Linked DNA regions of Mus musculus: regions 1 and 2 are each linked to region 3. Evidence: chromatin contacts called from public Micro-C and promoter capture Hi-C data. All regions are on one chromosome and are shown on one strand. Each heading gives the region's core, a stretch centred on a gene start, on an enhancer-like site or on the middle of the called end of the contact. The rest is flanking DNA. Distances are from core to core; before and after follow the strand shown. Region 1 has its middle 6.5 kb from the start of Gm45623. Region 2 holds the start of Cxcl14 (chemokine (C-X-C motif) ligand 14). Region 3 holds the start of Fbxl21 (F-box and leucine-rich repeat protein 21).

Region 1 (3,237 bases), core at 666-3,165, 230 kb after region 3:
TCCCTCATATTTGCCTAGTACTTCCCTTACTGTGCCATCATCTTCCAGCCCCAGATTATGAGTGGTGCTCTCTACCTGCTTCTCCCTACTTCCCTTCCTTCCCTCCAAGTCCTCCGACACCACTCTGCTCTCCTTCCAAGCATGGCCTCAGTAATTGTTCCTATATGCTCATATGTATATGCACATACATGTATACTCCCAAACAACCTGCTCACTCAGCCTGTACAATGCCACCTACATGCCTGCCTTCAGGGCTGGCAACCTGGCCCTAGATGACCCATCTGTGCTCCTCTCCAGTAAGACCCTCTTGTGCCTTCAGTATTGCCCGGTTTCCTGTAGTTCCGTGTGTGGGGCTAGGGCCTCTGGGTCTTTCACCTGTCCTCTTTGACATGTCCTTGTCATTTTTCAGCTCCTGTTTAGGTACTCATTCTGGTGAGAGTTTTATGAGTGTAGCAGTTGGTGCAATAACTAAGGAAATGAGTGAGGAGAATTCTCACACCAAAAATCTACCATATGACCCAGCTAGACCACTCCTCCAGGTGTGCCCCAAAGACTCAGCAGATACATGCTCAGCACGTTCATTGGTACTCTCTTTGCAATAGCTAGGAAATAGAAATGACCTAAATGACCTTCAGCTGATGACTGGATGAAGAAAATGTGGTACATAGACACTATGGAAGGCATTCCACTCTGAAGGAAACCAGGAGCTTTCCAAGGAGATGGGTGGAACTAGAAACAGTCATACTGAATAGATAAATCTAGACCCAGAAGTAGAAATGTCACATTTCACTCTTATTTGAGGCTCCTGGTTCCAGATCTTCAGCTAGAGCATATACTGGAGTAACTGTAGAAACCAGGAAAGTAAAGGGGGGGGCATTGACATTGTTGGGGGAGCAATAGGGAGAGAAACAGGTGCAAGTGATCTGATTGTGAAGGCGGTGCTCTGAGAGGGGAGGAAAAAGGGAGATTAAATACAGAAGGAGAGAGGAGACTAAAATAATAGTAAAGACCATACTATTATCTACCTTAGAAACGTATGGCATGTAAACCTGGGTATAACTACATAGTTTAAATAAAATTCTCTCATCTGGGATGCTAGTGCTCTTTCCAAGAGCAAAAGGCCATCTGAGAGCAGCACAATGCAGGAGAGCTGTTCAGGGTTGTCCACGAGACTTCTAGAACATTCCAGGCTATTGCTGTGTCAGCACTTGGGATTTCTGTGATGACAGACCTGCATCCCTGCTGGAGCAGTTCCCAAAAACGATGAAGTCTGCAGTCTGACATGTTGACAGAACACTGAAGTCTGGTCTGATTATAATACTAGGGTTCACCTTCTAAGTTATGTAATGGGGACAATTTTTAGTTAAATTGATTCGAGTTCAACATCATCAGATCTCATCACCCAAATTTCCCAAAGGAAATTCAGTTAAGAAATTAGAGCGGGTAGATCTCTTCTTTCTCATGGAACCCTTGGGCCATGGTATGACAGGTACCTGCAGCTGCTGCCTCGGCAGACCCGACTGTTGCTCGGCTGACCTATAAAGTCAACAGTGCAGCTGGTGTTTCTGCCTGTTGACAGTTGGTGCTCTCTCAGAAAGGGGTGCAGTTTCCTTGATGTGTTTGAAGACAGAAAATCAGAAGAGACATGAACTATTTTAGAGCCCAGGGTTGAATGTGCTCCAATCTGTGTAATCTGCTTTACACCATGAGGGTCCTTCCCCAACTGTTGCGTGTGGGGAAGGCCTTTCATGGCTGGCGCTCATGTGGGCTGCCCCAGAGGACACCTCTAGAACCTAGAAAGTTAAAGTGAAGCTTCTGTGGACGATAAAGAGCGAGAGGACCTGGATAGTGTTTGTGCAGCTCACAGTTGTGTCAACATTAGTTCAGAAGGGTAATTAACAGCAAACATCCCACACTTAATCTCCTCACACGTCTGTGAAGTTTTTCATTAACTTAGAACTGGTTAGGCCACCTGAGTGTTGCCAACAAAGGTGGAGAGAAATGCAAACACAGACGAAATGAACTGGATGCCAGAGAGAATGCTTTGGTGAAATTACCCTGCATCGTCTGCTTAGGGACAGGCAGGACCTTACCTCTGCCCAGTGCTGCACAACTTGGTTCCTTTCCCCAGCCTGTCTCTTCTGACCTTGAGCAACGTAATCCAGCCAATATTTGAGAACGGTTACGTGTCATGCTGTGGATATACAGATAAAATAAATTCTTTTCCTGTTCATTTTCATTCTCAATGGAGGCGGCAGACAAGGGAAATAAAATGTCCGTTCACTGGTAAGTTCTGAGGAGGAAATGGGAAGTGAGTGGGGGCGGGGGGAGTCACAACCGTAGATGTCACAGCCAGGGAAGATCTCAGTGGAAAGCTAAGTTTGGGTTCAAGTCCAGGAAGAGGTGAGGAAGTTGGTTGAACGTTCCCATGCCAGGCCATTGAGAAGGCATGGGAGCGACAGTTCCAAGATCCCTTCTTTCCTGCAGGAAGTAGAGTGTTGGAAGCAAAATTAGGACCATGTACTAATATAAAACTGTGCTCCGTCTCCAAGGGAGAAAATAATAATAATAACTCAAGTGTTACATCCACAGAGACGAGAAAAGCTAGTTGTTAACACTGGATTACCACCTTTGGGGAACAGGCTGCTTGGAGACCCAGTCTATAAGGAAGAGTTTCGACCCCGTATTTTCTAAGATACAGGTTTAAGGCACAAAGTCAATGAATATGCAGAGGCCAACCTCACCTTAAACCCTAGCTGTTTCCCCAGTATAATTAACAAATGCCCACTGGATGCTTGTTTGGTGTCTTTAAAAGAAATGCTAGGCATCGTAGAGGAAGTGGTGAGCAGGGTAGATGTCTTCATATGACTGCACGCACTTGTGGGGGAAGAGACAGGCTAATTACAGTCATGACGTTGCTCTTGCTAGGGACGTAAGAAAGGTGGGAACTGGAGTCTGGAGGTGAGGTCAAAGACACTGAGTTTGAAATGACCACCCTTTCGGAATGTAGAGTGAGGTGAGAAGCCGGAAGCAGACACAGGGAAATGGGCAGCCTGTGCTTTCTGCAGTTCACCCTGTTCAGCCGAGTTCATCTCCCCAATGGCTGGGCTAGCCAAGAATATAACTTATCAGTCTGGGGAGCTCAAACAAGTTCTGACAAAGATTAGAAATCAGAAGTATGGGACGGCATTAGCCAGAGGGAAGAGAAAGCAGCTTAATGCGGAAGGTTCTTAGGGA
Region 2 (3,235 bases), core at 172-2,671, 230 kb before region 3:
CTGGGGGAGGGGAAGAGGGGCCAATGGTCCATGGCAAATATTTGGGAGCTGTTTTGCCAAGGGCTGCCTTCCTGGCCAAGAGTGTATTGATGGGAAAACGGCAGCGCTGGCTTCAAGTAGTTAATTGGGAAGGCTGAGGCGCAAGGAAACTCAGTGTTCTCTCTCTGCCCCAGTTTTTAAGACTTTGCCGGCATCCCCACTAAGCAGGCTGCGGTGGTGGCATGGCACATTAACCCCAGCAGAGCCCTTTCTCCAACATTGTTCAGATGCACGGACCCACAAGGCAGAAGAGACAGGAGCATTCTCACATTGAAAGCCCTGGGAGCCCCAAAGTGTCCACCCGTGGGGCGCTGAAAGGAAAAGTTAACTTCTCTCTTCAGTAAGAGGAAGGCAGCCCAGCCGGCCCAACAGGCCGGGTGCGTGTCCCGAGTGGATCTGGTGAAGATGGATGTTCTAAGCGGGCGCACCAGAACCACTAACTAGCCTACAATAAACCTCGCCTGCCACTTTGAATCCTAACAAGGACAGGCTCAGAGGGACCGGCCAAAGACACCCTCATCCCCTTTCCGCAGACTCTCAGGCAATGTCCCCAGGACTTGCCAGTCGGTCTTGTCAAAGGCAGAGAGAAAGGCTGTTATCAGTCCGATCTAACCCTAGGTTGGGCTCCTCCACAGGATATGCTACCCCAGAACTCACATAACCATCTTCTCCTCGCAGTGTGGGTACTTTGGCTTCATTTCCAGCTTCTTCACGTCGCTGTAGCGGATCTTGGGCCCCTTCCGGGAACACTTACACTTGGACCCTGCGGAAGAGCGCGGCCGGGCTGCTGAGTCGCCGCCGTACAGGTCTCCGCGACCGCCCAAGGTGTCCGCCCGGGATCCACCCCCCCACCCCCCGCCCCGGGTTCCAGGATGCCTAGGTGGTGCTTGGGGTCCCTAGGACGGGGCAGGACCGCGACAGAGGGCCCTCGCGGCACTCACCGTCCACGCGCGAGGCGCACAGCGCCAGGAGCAGCAGGAGCAGCGCGGCCGCCAGGAGCCTCATGCTGGCCGGAGGGGCGCGGTGGGGAGCAGGGAGGCAAGGAGGGCGCCGGCCTGTGCGTGCGGCGGCCGGGGGATGCCGCCCGGCTTGGTTCTCGGTTTCAAGCACGCCTCTCTCTGCTCTGCTCGGCTCGCTCCAGCTACGCCCGTCGATGGGTGCTCCTGCCGTCTGTCGCGGTGCCGCGCTGCGCTTGGCGCTGGGTGCTGCGATCTCCCCACAGCTTCCCTCCGCCCACCCTGGCCTCTTTTAAATTCGCTCCTGCCCTCTCGGAGAGCGAGCTCATTAATATGCAGAACCACTCGGTGACTCACTGAGATTTCTCAATGTGGTGGGGGGAGGAGATCTCCCAGACCGCCCTGCCGCCCGCCCCGGACCCATCGCGATCCCAGCGGCGCACACTCGGAGCCACGCGCGCACACACGGACACACTCACATCCGCTACCCTCTCGCTCCACAGCACGCCCGCCTTTACGCTTGCACACCCATACCTCAGTGCCTTGGAAGAAGGTCAGGCGGGAGCACGGCCTGCTGAAGGGTGCTGCTTTTCTGTTTCCTGTGGACACTTCTCAGAACACACAGGTTTACTGTCCGAAGCCACCGAGAGACCCAGGCTTGGCTCAAATCCTAGAGTTTTCAAGCAGGTGCCAAGTGAGAATGCCAGCAGGCCCGCCCCCTGCGGTGTTGGGCTCTATTGTGCTTGCTGGGCTCGTGGTCCAAGCTCAAGGCCAGGTGGGATTAGGGGCTCATCACAGGTTAAGTCTTTGATCAAGTCACTGCTTCGCAGACTGGGGGGTGACAAGTGGTGAGGGCTAAGCAACTCCTAGGAGGGGTCTATAGTATGATGTTCATGTGTGACTATCTAGGGGCTGTGAAGAAACCGGGGTACTTGTCATATACATTCATAAGAATCTGTAGGGCCAGGTAGAGCTCAGTAGGCAGCTATGACCATGGTAACAGGAGGGAGGCCGCCCCACCTTGTGAACATTGCACCAGACGGTGGTGGATGTAATTCCACCCTACCCCTCTATTCGCCAGCACACGGCTCTCCATTAAACGGCTTCCGTTTACTCTCTGTAAACCTGTGGGTTGTCATAGTGCCCATCCAAGGCACCTGTGAGAAGGACATACGATCATACAGAGCAGTTGTCAGGATGCAGGACACCATGCTCAGACGATGGTACTTAGGGGCATCATTTTGTGTATATATTTTATTCGTCACTTTGACTGGGGCAACTTCCCTCAAATTGGTACTTTTAAGTTGTTCATTCGCCAGGGCAGAAACAGGCACAGTGAGGAAGAAACATCTCACCCAAGGTTTTAGAACCAGGAAGCAGGTGACTAAGCCAGGAGGGCCTATGGATATGTGACTGCAGAGTAGGACCACTCTACTGTCTTCAAGCCCCTGCATTCTGGTGAAGTGCTGCTTTGACCCAGTGACAGGGTCCAGGTATCTTAGGCTCACAGAGGGCTAGCCTTGGCTCCCAGACTATGGTTTGCACCTTGCTGTGTTGTTAGCCTGGAAGCTCCTAGGGGTGCGAGTACCCAGAGGGGCTTCTGGGTGGGTGGGGGAGTGGTAGTTGGCTAACTGCAGAATCTGTACTTTCTCTTTTCTTCTCTTCTGTGTGCCTCTAGGGGAAGCTGTGCTTAAAGAGCAAGCAGAACCCACACCCGCCATTTCACCTGTCCTTAAAGTCACAATGGCATTGGGACACTGGGCTCAGCAGAGGGAATGCAAGATAATTTTTGCCATTTATTACACTAAAAGATTAAAATTTGGGCTAGACCCAGGTTTAATTCCCAGCCCCGACAATTGTCTGTAATTCCAGTTCCTGGGGATCTGACACCCTCACACAGACATACCTGCAGGCAGAACACCAATTTATACACAATAAAAGTACATATATTTTTAAAAAGATTAAAAATTGTTTCATGTATAGCAGCATGGGTTTATTTCAGAAATATAAGAAAACTGGCAGTTTTATCCACTCAGAGGTCTGCACCAAGATGAAAACAGCACCACCTTTGGAGCTTGAATGCATGCGCACAGCTAAGAGCCCCTGTACGTCTGGTGTGATGATCTGCCTGTTGTAGCATTCTTCATGTCTCTTTAAAAAAATGATGTTATTCAAAACCAAGAAGTCTGTGTCTGACATCAGTTGATCTGCATGTGACTTTGAGCAAATGACTCTTATGC
Region 3 (3,221 bases), core at 472-2,971:
CAAGGACAACAATTAACATTTTTTCTAAACTGTAAGTGTAAGACGCATGATCTTTGGGACATCATGAAAAGAGGAGATCTAAAACCATGGGCACAGAATAAGGGATATTTCCTTGAAACGGAAACAGCTCCTCCAGGAAGGACTTAGGAGGGAAAGAGATGATGGCATACCTGGGAAATGGAATCTGAGCACTCAAGAGGCTCCTCCCCACTGTAGAGAAGCAGTTCACAGCTGTCATGAACCAGACTCAGACCTTCTGAGCTGCAGACAAGTCTCTCTGATTGTTGAACTACCTAGGAGCTGAGCAGAGGACTCTAGGCTTGCAACTTTCCAGTGAGTTGTCAACCCAAGTTGGGGTGGGTTTTTCAGTGATACAGCTGCTTTCTGGGGGGTGGGGTGGGGCAGGAGTTGCAAGTTTCTTGCTTTGGGTAGTGAGATGTGTAACTAGGACTCAGCGATAGTGGGTCAGAGTGGAAGTCCCAAGTCTATGCTGGTTCAAGGTGGATCTAAGCTGAAAAGCCTTCCCTGAGGAACAAGAGTGCAGAGGGGGCTCATTGAGTCTATGGATCAAAAGGAATTTCACAAAGTAGAGGCTTTGGCAAACCCAAAGGTCTAGACTGGCATATGCATCTGAATTCATAAACAATCTACAAGAGATCAAATTAGGACAAAACGGGGGGGGGGATAAAAGTCTGTCCACATCACTTGAAGGCAAATGTGGCAAGATCTGTGTCAATTGAACTCTTGAGGGAAAAGAGCTGACAGCAAGACACCACAGAAATCAATTTGTAATAAGAACTTCAAATTAATCTAAAATGTCAGGTGAGGGAGGACCATGATGGGGGAATTAGAGGAACCAAGAGGAATCTGGGGGAGACATACATCTATGGTATGTTCATTATCCTGTCTCTATGATGGTTTCAAAGGCAACAAAACCTAGGGTGTGTCCAGTATTTGTCAGTTGTACCGTGATAAAGCTGGTCATTACAAATAGAGTATGAGTGACGCTAGATGTTAACGTAGAATGCTGTGTGTGGCTTGATATTTTGAAACTTAAAAAAAAAAAAATCCATAGCTCATTGTGCATTCTTTTTGAGCTGGCAGGCTGGCAGCTCACAGGTGACCTTCTGCAGTCCTGGCCTGCAGCTCAGGACCTGAGAGGCGATCATTGCAGCTTCCAATCACGGTCCCTCAAGCATCTGCATGATGGTAGTGGGGTGTCCTTCTCAAGTTAAAACCTGGAAACTCGAACTGTTAGTTTGGGTCAAGTGGTCAGTTATTTAACTGAATATTCACTAAGCATACTGCTTATCCCTTGAGGAGCACTCACACACTGGCCCTGGGACCACCAAAGGACTTCTAGAGGCCTAGGAACCTGCATGTGCTAGGTGAGACCTCCAGCTCCAACAGAGCGGCTGGGGGCGGGGCGAGGCTACCTAGAGTCAGAGGCTCTAGAGGTGGAGCTTTTATCAGTGGGCGGGGCGCGGGCGTGCGTCAGGGTCTACCTCTCGGTGAACCCCGAACTTAAACTTAGCGTTTGGGGGCGGGGCAGAATTGACGGGGGCGGGGCATCTTTAAGAGGCAGCCACTTCCGGGGGCGAGGCTGGGGGCGGAGCGAGACTCCCGGGGGCGGGGATTCGAGAGGCTGAACACTAGCACACTGGGGCAAGGCTTCCTGGAGGGGTGTGGCGCGGGCGTGGCGCAGGCGGGGCCTGGCCTGTGATGCCCATTTAGTCTCTCACTGTCCGCGGCTTTATGCGGCGCTGGAGCCCGCCCACCTGAGAAGGTAGCTGCTGGCGTTCGTCACGCAGAGTTCTGCGCTTGACCGGCGGGCCTGCCTGGGGCTGGCTGCCCTCAGGAGCGCGTTCGGAGGTAACATTTGTGGCGCAGCACTAGGGAGCTGGCGGGGCGGGGCGAGCCGAACCGCAGGAACCCCCAGAGCTGCCTGGCCGTGGAGGCAGGAGCGAGACCTAGTCTGCTCGGAACCGAGCGTGCGGAGCCCAGCCATCCCCCCAGTCCCCGGGGGCTTTTCAGCTCTCTCACCGCTTTCAGCTAGGGTCCGGTCGACCCCAAGCCCTGTTTCTCAGGACAGTTAGGATGTAAGATAAATTGCACCGAGCAGTTTTAGGGCGGTACATTTTCAATGCCATCTGTATTCATTTTTACACTTTAAACTCTGCCCCGGGTTGGCGTCCTCTTTCTGGTCCAGTCTGGTTGCCTGGATATGGGGCAGGCTGCTCGGTGCTCATCTAGGGATGGTCTAGGTTGAGTTCTGTTCGCCTCTCTGCCATCCTCGCCTCTCAAATGGTGTTTTCAATCCAAGTGCATTTTACAAACGAGTCTTCAGATGATGCACTTAAAAATGAGATCTATCTATTCAAAAAATTGAAGTTTACTTTGTAAGTAAATATATCTTAATACCACAGAGAAGCTTGAGCTATGCCAACTTATACAGCTAATAAACCAGTACACGTAATTATGAACTACTTCAAATTTCATGATATCTCTTCATAGATATTAAGTAAAATGTGAATTTTTAGAGTGCTTTTCTGCCTGATATGTAGCCTTAGTATAGCTTCCAGTGTAACTTCTAGAGAGTGTTGTGATATTTCTACAAACTAGTTTTCATATGGGCAAAAAAACTGTTCTATTATTAATAACCTACTAATAAAATCACTTAATGTATATAACGACTTACAGATAACCTAAGCATAAAATGATTATATGCCCAAATGATGGTTTTGTGGGTTTTTTCCAAGACTGGAAGTGAAGTCAGATGGGTGTCGGTGATTACCCCATGGCAGTGTCATTTCATTGGCTCAGCAGTAACTGTAACTTGGAAGCCACCTTCAGGTAAGAAAGCCTTGAAGTGGTCCATTGCAGGGCAGTGGTGGTGCATGCCTTTAATCCCAGCACTCGGGAGGCAGAGGCAGGCAGATTTCTGAGTTAGAGGCCAACCTGGTCTACAGAGTGAGTTCCAGGCCAGCCAGGGCTACACAGAGAAACCCTGTCTCAAAGAACCAAAAACAAACAAACAAGAAGCGATCCATTTCCTTAACATGAAAAGAAATCAGGCTTTTTAAATAAATGCCCCCATATATTTAAGATAGAATTTTTATATAAACAGATCTAAAAAAAATTAAATGGGAATGCAATATGACCAAGTGGTGGTCCATATTCATAAATAATTTAATGTGATTCATATTATGTAAATAATGAAC

What was found. Promoter capture Hi-C pulls out the DNA fragments that hold promoters and counts their contacts. A called contact is a pair of places that touch in the nucleus more often than the background predicts.
Region 1: a promoter capture Hi-C map of liver shows a contact between it and region 3, with 7 times the contacts expected there. The contact joins the enhancer-like site here to the promoter of Fbxl21 in region 3. A contact is called at or near these places in 5 of 39 promoter capture datasets (3T3-L1-derived adipocytes, cranial neural crest, liver and 1 more), 7 of 115 datasets of contacts at active chromatin or transcription factors (embryonic basal ganglia, embryonic hindbrain, embryonic stem cells and 3 more) and 4 of 9 other capture datasets (adipose tissue, embryonic stem cells, liver and 1 more).
Region 2: a Micro-C map of embryonic stem cells shows a contact between it and region 3, with 2.9 times the contacts expected there. The contact joins the promoter of Cxcl14 here to the promoter of Fbxl21 in region 3. A contact is called at or near these places in 2 of 39 promoter capture datasets (cranial neural crest and hippocampal neurons), 1 of 484 Hi-C or Micro-C datasets (embryonic stem cells) and 1 of 9 other capture datasets (adipose tissue).

The regions. Positions count from the first base shown.
Region 1 is chr13:56,745,741-56,748,977 of GRCm38.p6, forward strand. No RefSeq gene overlaps it. Among named protein-coding and RNA genes, the nearest start is that of Gm45623, 6.5 kb to the right of the region's middle. Within about 2 kb of position 1,916, at least 28 of the 459 cell types and tissues checked have an H3K27ac peak or open chromatin away from gene starts, as enhancers often do. A contact at or near this core is called in liver, where this site is marked.
Region 2 is chr13:56,295,130-56,298,364 of GRCm38.p6, forward strand. Cxcl14 (chemokine (C-X-C motif) ligand 14) reads right to left here and starts at 1,422. Exons shown (of 4, transcript NM_019568.2): 1 at 981-1,422; 2 at 697-802. The coding sequence starts at 1,044.
Region 3 is chr13:56,520,751-56,523,971 of GRCm38.p6, forward strand. Fbxl21 (F-box and leucine-rich repeat protein 21) reads left to right here and starts at 1,722. Exons shown (of 7, transcript NM_178674.5): 1 at 1,722-1,872; 2 at 2,760-2,853.